3 separate regions of the Mus musculus genome follow, and all the other regions are linked to region 3. Evidence: chromatin contacts called from public promoter capture Hi-C data. All regions are on one chromosome and are shown on one strand. Each heading gives the region's core, a stretch centred on a gene start, on an enhancer-like site or on the middle of the called end of the contact. The rest is flanking DNA. Distances are from core to core; before and after follow the strand shown. Region 1 holds the start of Rassf4 (Ras association (RalGDS/AF-6) domain family member 4). Region 2 holds the start of Depp1 (DEPP1 autophagy regulator). Region 3 has its middle 14 kb from the start of 1700030F04Rik.

Evidence for each region. Promoter capture Hi-C pulls out the DNA fragments that hold promoters and counts their contacts.
Region 1: a contact with region 3 is called in a promoter capture Hi-C map of liver, with 4 times the contacts expected there. The contact joins the promoter of Rassf4 here to the enhancer-like site in region 3. A contact is called at or near these places in 3 of 39 promoter capture datasets (embryonic stem cells, hippocampal neurons and liver) and 3 of 115 datasets of contacts at active chromatin or transcription factors (embryonic forebrain, embryonic stem cells and stem cell-derived neural progenitor cells).
Region 2: a contact with region 3 is called in a promoter capture Hi-C map of liver, with 4 times the contacts expected there. The contact joins the promoter of Depp1 here to the enhancer-like site in region 3. A contact is called at or near these places in 4 of 39 promoter capture datasets (the 3T3-L1 cell line, hippocampal neurons, liver and 1 more) and 1 of 9 other capture datasets (adipose tissue).

The regions. Positions count from the first base shown.
Region 1 is chr6:116,672,388-116,675,127 of GRCm38.p6, forward strand. It overlaps Rassf4 (Ras association (RalGDS/AF-6) domain family member 4), which reads right to left and starts at 1,449. Exons shown (of 11, transcript NM_178045.4): 1 at 1,337-1,449.
Region 2 is chr6:116,649,229-116,652,008 of GRCm38.p6, forward strand. It overlaps Depp1 (DEPP1 autophagy regulator), which reads left to right and starts at 1,456. Exons shown (of 2, transcript NM_145980.2): 1 at 1,456-1,617; 2 at 2,465-2,780. The coding sequence starts at 2,470. All of the region lies in intron 3 of Rassf4 (Ras association (RalGDS/AF-6) domain family member 4), which reads right to left.
Region 3 is chr6:117,764,460-117,767,159 of GRCm38.p6, forward strand. No RefSeq gene overlaps it. Among named protein-coding and RNA genes, the nearest start is that of 1700030F04Rik, 14 kb to the left of the region's middle. Within about 2 kb of position 1,447, at least 3 of the 459 cell types and tissues checked have an H3K27ac peak or open chromatin away from gene starts, as enhancers often do. A contact at or near this core is called in liver, where this site is marked.

The DNA.
Region 1 (2,740 bases), core at 199-2,698, 1.1 Mb before region 3:
TGGTGTGTGACCTCAACTGTTGTGCCACCTCTAGGCCTTGAGTTAGCTAGTTGTAGTGGCAGCTGGTATAGAGTGTCCCTGGGGCAACTAGGGGACTATATCACAGCCCATCTTCGCTACCGAAGGTCAAGCAAGGGGGTGGCAGGGCTCCAATCCTATCTCAGGGTTTGTCCCAGGGGAAATCCCATAGGCAGGAAGGAGATTCGGGGAACTACAAGTTTGGGGAAACAGCAAAAGCTTTAGGCCTGCAGCGACTTCCTAGTGCTGATAGCTTACTTTTAAACAGTTTCAAGGGCTGGTGAGGAGGCTCTATGAGTAAAGCGCTTGCTGCCAAAGCCTCAGGACCTAAGTTTAATCCTCAAAAGTCACAGGAAAGCGGACGGGGAGAAACGACTGATGCCACAGAGTTGTCTTGCACACAGCCACTATGACCCACAGGTACACATGTACATGCGCTCTCTCTCTCTCTCTCTCTCTCTCTCTCTCTCTCTCTCTCTCTCTCTGGTGTGTGAGTGAGTGTGCATCTGTCTGTTTCTCAATAATAAGTAAGTAAGTAAGTAAGTAAATAAATAAATAAATAAAGACAATTTCAAGCATTTTCTTCGACATACTTTTAGGTTAAACAACCCAGCCTCCCCAAAGGTCTGGGCTCAAAGCTTACCCTGACTGCATTGTATGACCCTGTCAAATCCTTTCTATTTTCAATCTGGAGTTCATCACCAGTTTAAACAACTATGACCCTAGGACTTCATCCACAATAAACACTGTCGACATTGGGCTTCAGGCTCCAGAGAGATAGTGAGGTGCCGGAGATCTCAAAGAAGAGAACGGGCCCCAAAGAATCAGGAGACAGGTGGAGTTTAGCCCTGAAACTATACGTGAGTGGCATATTGTGTAGCCCTTTGGTTATGGCCCACCGCACCAACAGCGACGGAGAAACAAGTGTCTGGATGAGTAATCATCCTAGCGTTGGCTTTCCAGCTGTAAAATCTTAAGGTCTTGCTGAAACCCTCTTCCCGCCTCTAAGATCGTGTTTCTAGGAAGCTGGCTGAGAGGAGGATGAGGTGAGCACAAGTGTAGCCGGCCGTTGGATTCACGTGCCCTGCTAAGATTTTGCCCGGAAAGTACCTTATCTAGGAGATGTTAGGCGCCTTGCCACCCTCAGCCCTTGGCTGGAAGCCCGCAGTGCGCCAGGCTGGCAGGGGGAGGAGACTCGCGCACTGCGGCTGGGGGTGCAAGTGCTCAGGCTCTAGCGCCCTGCCTGATCGCGGCCCCAGGGTCGAAGGTAGGGTGCTCCAAGGATGCCCACTACCTTTGCAGTCTGAGCATCACTCACCGTTCAGTCATCGCGCGGTCCAGAGGCCACCAGCAAGAGAGGTCGCGTGCACTAGAATTGTGCCTGCACGGACTCAAGAGCCCTGCATCTGCTGCAGGGATCAAGTCCGTCCCAGCCCACCCTAGACACACCTCCTCCCGCCCCCGAACACGCCCCTCTCCGCCCTGGACACGCCCCTTCTCTCTGGTCAACTGCTTTGCCTATCAGCCCATCTCTTCCTTCTAGGGTGCTTGGTACTGATGCCCCTCAAGTAGACCCCGAGCATTTGCTCACTTGTTCGATCTTTACGGACACCACTAAGCGCTTCGCGCATCACTTAAGTCCCCAATCCTCGAGGGCACCCCAGGACGCAAAGAGAAAGCAGTAGGAGTGGGTCCCCAGGGGCCCTCGGTCTACACAGGCGGAGGCCAGGGAGCCTGGGTAACGCAGATACTTGGGTTTCAACAAAGACCTCTGCGCAGGCGCTACAGCTACTACTGTGCGCTTCCTAGGGAGGGTGGAGTGTGTGTTCGCGCGCGTGAAGTCTGGGACATTTATTTATTGTCCAGGTGGCACCTGCAAGCAAAGTTGTGGCTTCTCAGAAAGCTACATTAAAAAATAGGAGCTGGTGAATTTAAAAAGTTAGTTTCCTCTCTCTCGGTCGCTGTTTTCTGAGGAGATTGGCCAGCGCTGAGGCAGAGCCCCAGGCTATAGGCTGGGAGCTTAGGGAAGCTGGGCGGCTGTGAGGCAAGGGAGCTTTGTTGACTCTGTTTTATTTCATGGTTCCCAGTCCTGACTTCAGGACCTCTTGCCCTCCCTCGCAAAGTAAGTCATCTCAGCTCGGCTCATTCCCTGGTTTCTAACCCTCTTAGAGTCACAGGGCCGTTTTAGAGTATGAAGTGGGACTTCTAAAAGTGTAGGTACTCACGTATTTGAAAACAGACGGCATTAGAGTCTCTGGACCCCAATGCAGCGCACCGTGCCAATTATGGCCGGCGAAGAGATGGCAAAGAGATTGTGCTCCGCCCTTTACTTCCTGTGTCACAGACTCTCTGTCTATTTCCCTACCTGCAGCGGGCTAAAAATGACCAGCCTGCAGTCCCTCTTCAACTTAGCTTTCACTCGTGTTCTTAGAGAGTGATCCATTCTCTGCCAACTAGGGTTTCCTGTGGTTGGTGACCTGTTGTTGGAACCCATGTTTCTTCCCACAGCCCGAAAGCATCAGAACTGAGCTCATTATTTGGGTGCTTCGAAAAGTTTTGACAAACCAAAAGCACGGAATTCCACCGTAACTCCCAACTTCTCCAATTCACCCCTGTGCAACTGAAGAAGTCAACAGCCGGTGGGGAGGGCGAGTCTCCCTGTGGCTCTCCAGCATGAGTCGTGCTCTCTGCCCCAGTTCACCTTGTTGTCTCTCTCACCTTG
Region 2 (2,780 bases), core at 206-2,705, 1.1 Mb before region 3:
CCTCTCTCTTCATTGTCCTGGAAAGCCCCCGTGAAAACAGGGATGTCATGAGAACCTTCACGTGGGGATGGCCTCACCCCCACTCACAGTGTGGATCTCATGGTCGGCTAACAGTCATGCCTAGTTTCAAACACCTCACTGACCACAGAGAGAAGAGTCTAAGGCTATCAAAACCACACACAGCTTCCTGATACGGCCTCACAGTGTTTGCCTAAACAGTCAGGCAAAAGGCTGGAGTCCTGTGGAATCATTCAGGTGTAAGTTGGGAATTGTCACCTGACTTAAGCATTGTTCAGTATCTCCAATGTCCCCATGCCTTTACCCATGACTCTAATGCTACACTTGGAATGCATAGACACAAGACCAGCAGCTCACCATGCTGCAGGAGGCTAGTGTCTGTCCAGCCCTCATGTATCAGACCTGAACGTACTGTTCCCTCTGTAACTCCTCTTCCTCCCGCTTCTGAGGGTAGGTGAGCAGAGGCGCTGAGGCCTGAGAAACGCAAAGCCGGTTCCTTCCCAGGGCTGTCCATCTTGCCTTCAGCTGCCACTGTGTTGGTATCACCCTTGGAGTCCCCTGGTTTCTCACAGCTGCTGTCATTTGCCCGAGCATGGCATCTGGCAGAAGCCACACTACAGCTCCTTACTCAAACCTATAGTGCCTTGCCCTTGCTTTGGTATCATCTGGCCCACCTGACCTGGACCACCCCCTCTTCTGCTGCTCCACAGCCCTTCGGCGCTCTATTTTGCAGCCATCCTGAGTGCTGAGTCACTGCGCCTGCCCACTGATGACTCCATAATCCTTCTCACTGGGAAACAGGCATCATACGTGGTGATTTGTCCACAGTATTTGCTATGCCATTAGCAGTCACTGGCACATGCCTGGCCAACAACGGGCAAGCAAATTTCTCCTTGAAAGTATCTGAGATGTTATGAGAGAAGTCAGACAGACTGTCAAGCTGCCCCGGCACTTGTGTAAGGTGATGTCCCTCACCCTGCAAGCCTCATGTGTTATCATGATCATAAGTGTAGGCCTGGAACTCAGCAAAACTTAGCACAAGGCTGGCGTGTCACAGGATCACAGGTCCTGGGGTAATCCATAGTAGAAAATACTGTGCTATACCAGACAGGGGTGGAAGCCCATGGGGGTCCTATGGAGGTCCCAGGTTCCAGCAGTCCCCAGGTCCCAGGAACCCCCAGGCTGGCTTTGCTCTCTACCCATAGTAAAGCTGTCTAAGTCAGGTGAGGTGGCTGCCCCACACCTCACCCTACAGTGTAAATATTTCCCAACCTCCTGCAGGCACATACACAAATTCCAGGCTGGCAGCTGGGCCAAGCCCCACCCTCTGTGCTTTCCCCTGAGAACCTTCCAAAGTGCTGTTATTTTGAGCTTTTCCTGACAATGATTGATGACCGGAGGAACCGTGTAAAAGCAGCAGTGTGTGTTGGGTTTGCCAGACCGCACAGGGGAAGAAACCACAGCACATCGTCCTGACTGTCCTCTTCCCAGGGACCAAGAGCTAGAGACCCGGCTGTGACTGCCCGCCTCTGGGGCTTCCTTTAGAGGAGACAGTCTTTACCCATCTAGACTCCTGCCACCCTGACTGCTGACTTACAGGTAAGAAGAGCAGCCACCCTTTGGCTTGACACTTTTAAAACACGGGGCTAGTTTATCTCTGAGAGCATCTCTCATCCCGAGCTTTCACGGCCTGACTACTGGATAGAGAGCAGGGGGGTGGGTACCACCGACCACTATGATAATAAGGTGTTTATACAAGGCCTTTGTGTTTACAGGAGAGCTGTGATGTCAAAGCTATGTCTCCGTGAATTTCCCCATATATCCCTGCCAGTGGGATGTTTATAACCCTATTTTTCAGACAAGTAATTAGAGGTTTAGAGAGGTGACATTGCCAGTCTCTAAGTCATTAAGTGGCAGAGACGAGTTTAAAACCTAGGTGTTCTCTGACCCCACATTAATACCCCCCCCCCCGTTTTCTTACCTGTTCGTTCTTCATTTTAAAATTTTTAATTAATTTATTTTATTTTATATGCATGGATATTTTGCCTACACTAATGTATGTGTGCTACACACATGCCAGTCAGACCCCTGGAACTTGATTTATAGATGGCTAGAGCCACTATGTGTGTGCTAAGAACTGAACTCAGGCTCTCTGCAAGAATAAGTACCCTTACCACTGAGCCCCGACTATCTGGCTATTCTTAAACAACACTAATGATGAAGCCTTAGTGAGCTGGGTACTTTGGTGGTAGCTGGAAGGATGAGTGCGGGTGGGGGCAGGGGGGTGAGCCTTGGTCTCAGATCTGCAGGTTTCTTATTGTTTTCTGGGTACCCGAGCCCCGTGTAGCATCTCCGATGAGGGAGAGGAAGTAGGAGGGTGTCAGGGTGGCATGGCGGGCTCGCCACTGGTTTCCTCTTGGCTAACAGGTTGCTTTTGCTTTATTAGCAGCTATGAGGTCCCGGCTTCTGCTGCCCGTGCCCCATTTGCCAACGATTCGGGAAATGTCAGAAGAGCTGTCACATGGGGCAGCTGGGCAGGAACCCCCAGCGTCCCCCAGCCTGGATGACTACGTCAGGTGTATCTGTCAGCTGGCACAGCCCACCTCAGTGCTGGACAAGGTCACAGCCCAGAGCCGTCCCAACAGACCCTCCCGGCCAGCCTGGACTCGAGAGAAGAGGCGCCAGGCCGAGTCTCCAGGAGACAGCTCTCTTTGCGTCAGCAGCCTGCAGCCCACACTGCCCTCTCCCGGCACTGACAACCC
Region 3 (2,700 bases), core at 197-2,696:
CTGGTTCTAAGCTGAAAACACATATACAGGTAGAGTGTGTGTGTGTGTTTGTGTGTGTGTGTGTGTGTGTGTGTGTGTGTACAAATATATAGATAGATGATATAGAGATAGACATAGATATGTATGTATGTGTACTTACATGAATGCAGCAACAACTGGAAAACAAAGAAGCTATGAATTTGAAGGCAAGTAGGAAGTAGTATATGGGAGAGTTTGGAGGTAGAAATAGAAAGGGGAAATATTATAATAAAATTATAACTTCAAAACAAAACAACAACAACAAACCACTTCAAAGAAAGCCTAGTGTGGTGGTCCATGCCTGTAAAGCACTTACAAAGCTAAAATAGAAAATTACTGAATTTGAAGCCATCCTGGGTCACATAACAAAAACAAAACTACATTTTTTTAAAAATTTATAGATCTATTTAGTGGAGGTCAACTCTACAGTTTATCCATGTTAGGCAAGTGCTCTAATCCCTGGGCTATACTACACCCCACTCCTACAGGGTTTGCTGTATTTGGTTTAGTTAGTTCCAGAATCAGAATGTGATGTGGCCTTGATGGTTGATCTTCAACATATAGACAAAGAAAAAAGGGTCAGTTTTGTTTGTTTTTCTTGATTGAGTCAGCTTGAAGCTGTGTGTTAAGATAAACCACTAATTTCACTGCTTTTTGCTTACTTAGCAAAAAAAGACCTAGACCTGGTAGCTCACAGACCTGCTTCAGATTCCTAAGTAGCTTGCACCACAATGCCAGGTTACATTGGGGATTTTTTTTTTAATATTGACTATTTTTTACTTTCCTGTTTGGTGATTTTTTTCCCTTTAGTGCAAAGTCTGAGATATCTAGCAATGAAGCATTGTGAAATTCCATAAACTTGCACTGTGTTTACAGACCTGATTGCCCCACCGTGCCACTGCTTCTGATGTTACAGAGTTTAAGGTACAAACCTGGGCCCTAGCAGCCTTAAAAAGCAAGGTTTGCATGCCAGTCCTCAGTATACCAACAACAGGTGCATGCTCTAGTGAAAATCAGAGAAAAGAGATTTATTCAACTAGACACATTGGGAAGGGAACAAATTCAGGAGTCCACACACACCATATGAATACCTTCTAGATCTTGAGATATACATACATGCATACATTCAGTTTCTTAAATAGTCAACCTGAGCCTGCCCTATGACCCACTGCATACTTACCTAAGAGAAACTGTGATGCCACACATGGCGAGTCTCTGCTTTTCAGTCTAAGCCCTAATCTTAATGTGGCACAATTTCTCCTAGCTCCAGCACTGCCCAGCTTCACAATGGTAATCAATCAGTCATCCTCCAACTTCATTGATTTTCTCCTCTTCAAGATGTTGATGTCCCCAGCAGCAGTCACCTGACTCCAAAGGCCTCATATAACCACCTCTGGCCCCAGGAGCCTAAACTGCTGCACCTGCCAGCATGCCTCCCTCCATAACACCTGGCAGCACACCTGCCAGCACACCTGCCAGGACACCTGCCAGGACACCTGCTAGCACACCTGCCAGGACACCTTCCAGAACACCTGCCAGCACACCTGCCAGCATACCTCCTTCCAGCATACCTCCTTCCAGCACTCCATGCCGTCACTTTTCAGTGTGCCTCAGCTTCACACCGAATCTGTCAATGCCCACCTCCCTAGTGACGTGGTCATCCTCACTCAGCTTCATGGCCCATCTTTAATATCCAGCTTAAGGTCATGTTTCTGGGAGCCTTGCTGGTACTAAGTATCCTGGACCTTTTCTGGTGGGATTCACAGAACTCTCTGAGATCTGTGTAGAGACAAGGTCTCAGGAATGGCAGGTGGCAGTCACACTTCTAAGGGACAGAAGTTGAACTGCAGGGTGGTTACAACAGAAAGCCATGATGCTGTGAAACTCTGTGTCTTGAATGGCTGTCTGGTAGTCTTCCATCTTCAGACCCGAGATCTGGATCTTTCTACCTCTTGCCTCTTCATGTAGTTATTAGATACTGGCTTCCCAGAAGAAGATAGCAGTCCAGGGTAAGGCAGAGGGAATTCCCAGAGGAATATTTAACTGAGAACCACCAGCCCTTACCATAGCCTATTACAGTCTGGAAGGGAGTCCTGCATGGCTACCACAGCATCACTAAGCTTGTTTTGTTCTATGAGAACACAGAAAAGTACATAGGTCTGCAATAATTGTACAAGTAGAAGAGAGTCGACACTTGTGAGTATTTTCTTTTCCAGCCTAGGCCTCTTTCCATTGAGTATATTAAGAGACTCTCAAACAAAAGATAACATGGCAGGAGGATCCAAGCACCATCAAGCACAATGTGGGTTTTAGCTCATCACGAAACAGCCCACAACTTTGATCAAAAGGAATTAAACCCAGATACTATTGCATATGCCACCAAGATTTTGCCGATAGGACCCTAATATAGCTGTCTCTTGTGAGGCTATGCCAGTGCCTGGCAAATACAGAAGTGGATGCTCACAGTCATCTATTGGATGGAACACAGGGCCCCTAATGAAGGAGCTAGAGAAAGTACCCAAGTAGCTGAAGGGATCTGCAACCCTATAGGTGGAACAACAATATGAACTAACCAGTACCCCCAGAGCTCGTGTCTCTAGCTGCATATGTAGCAGAAGATGGCCTAGTCGGCCATCATTGGGAGGAGAGGACCTTGGTCTTGCGAAGATTATATGCCCCAGT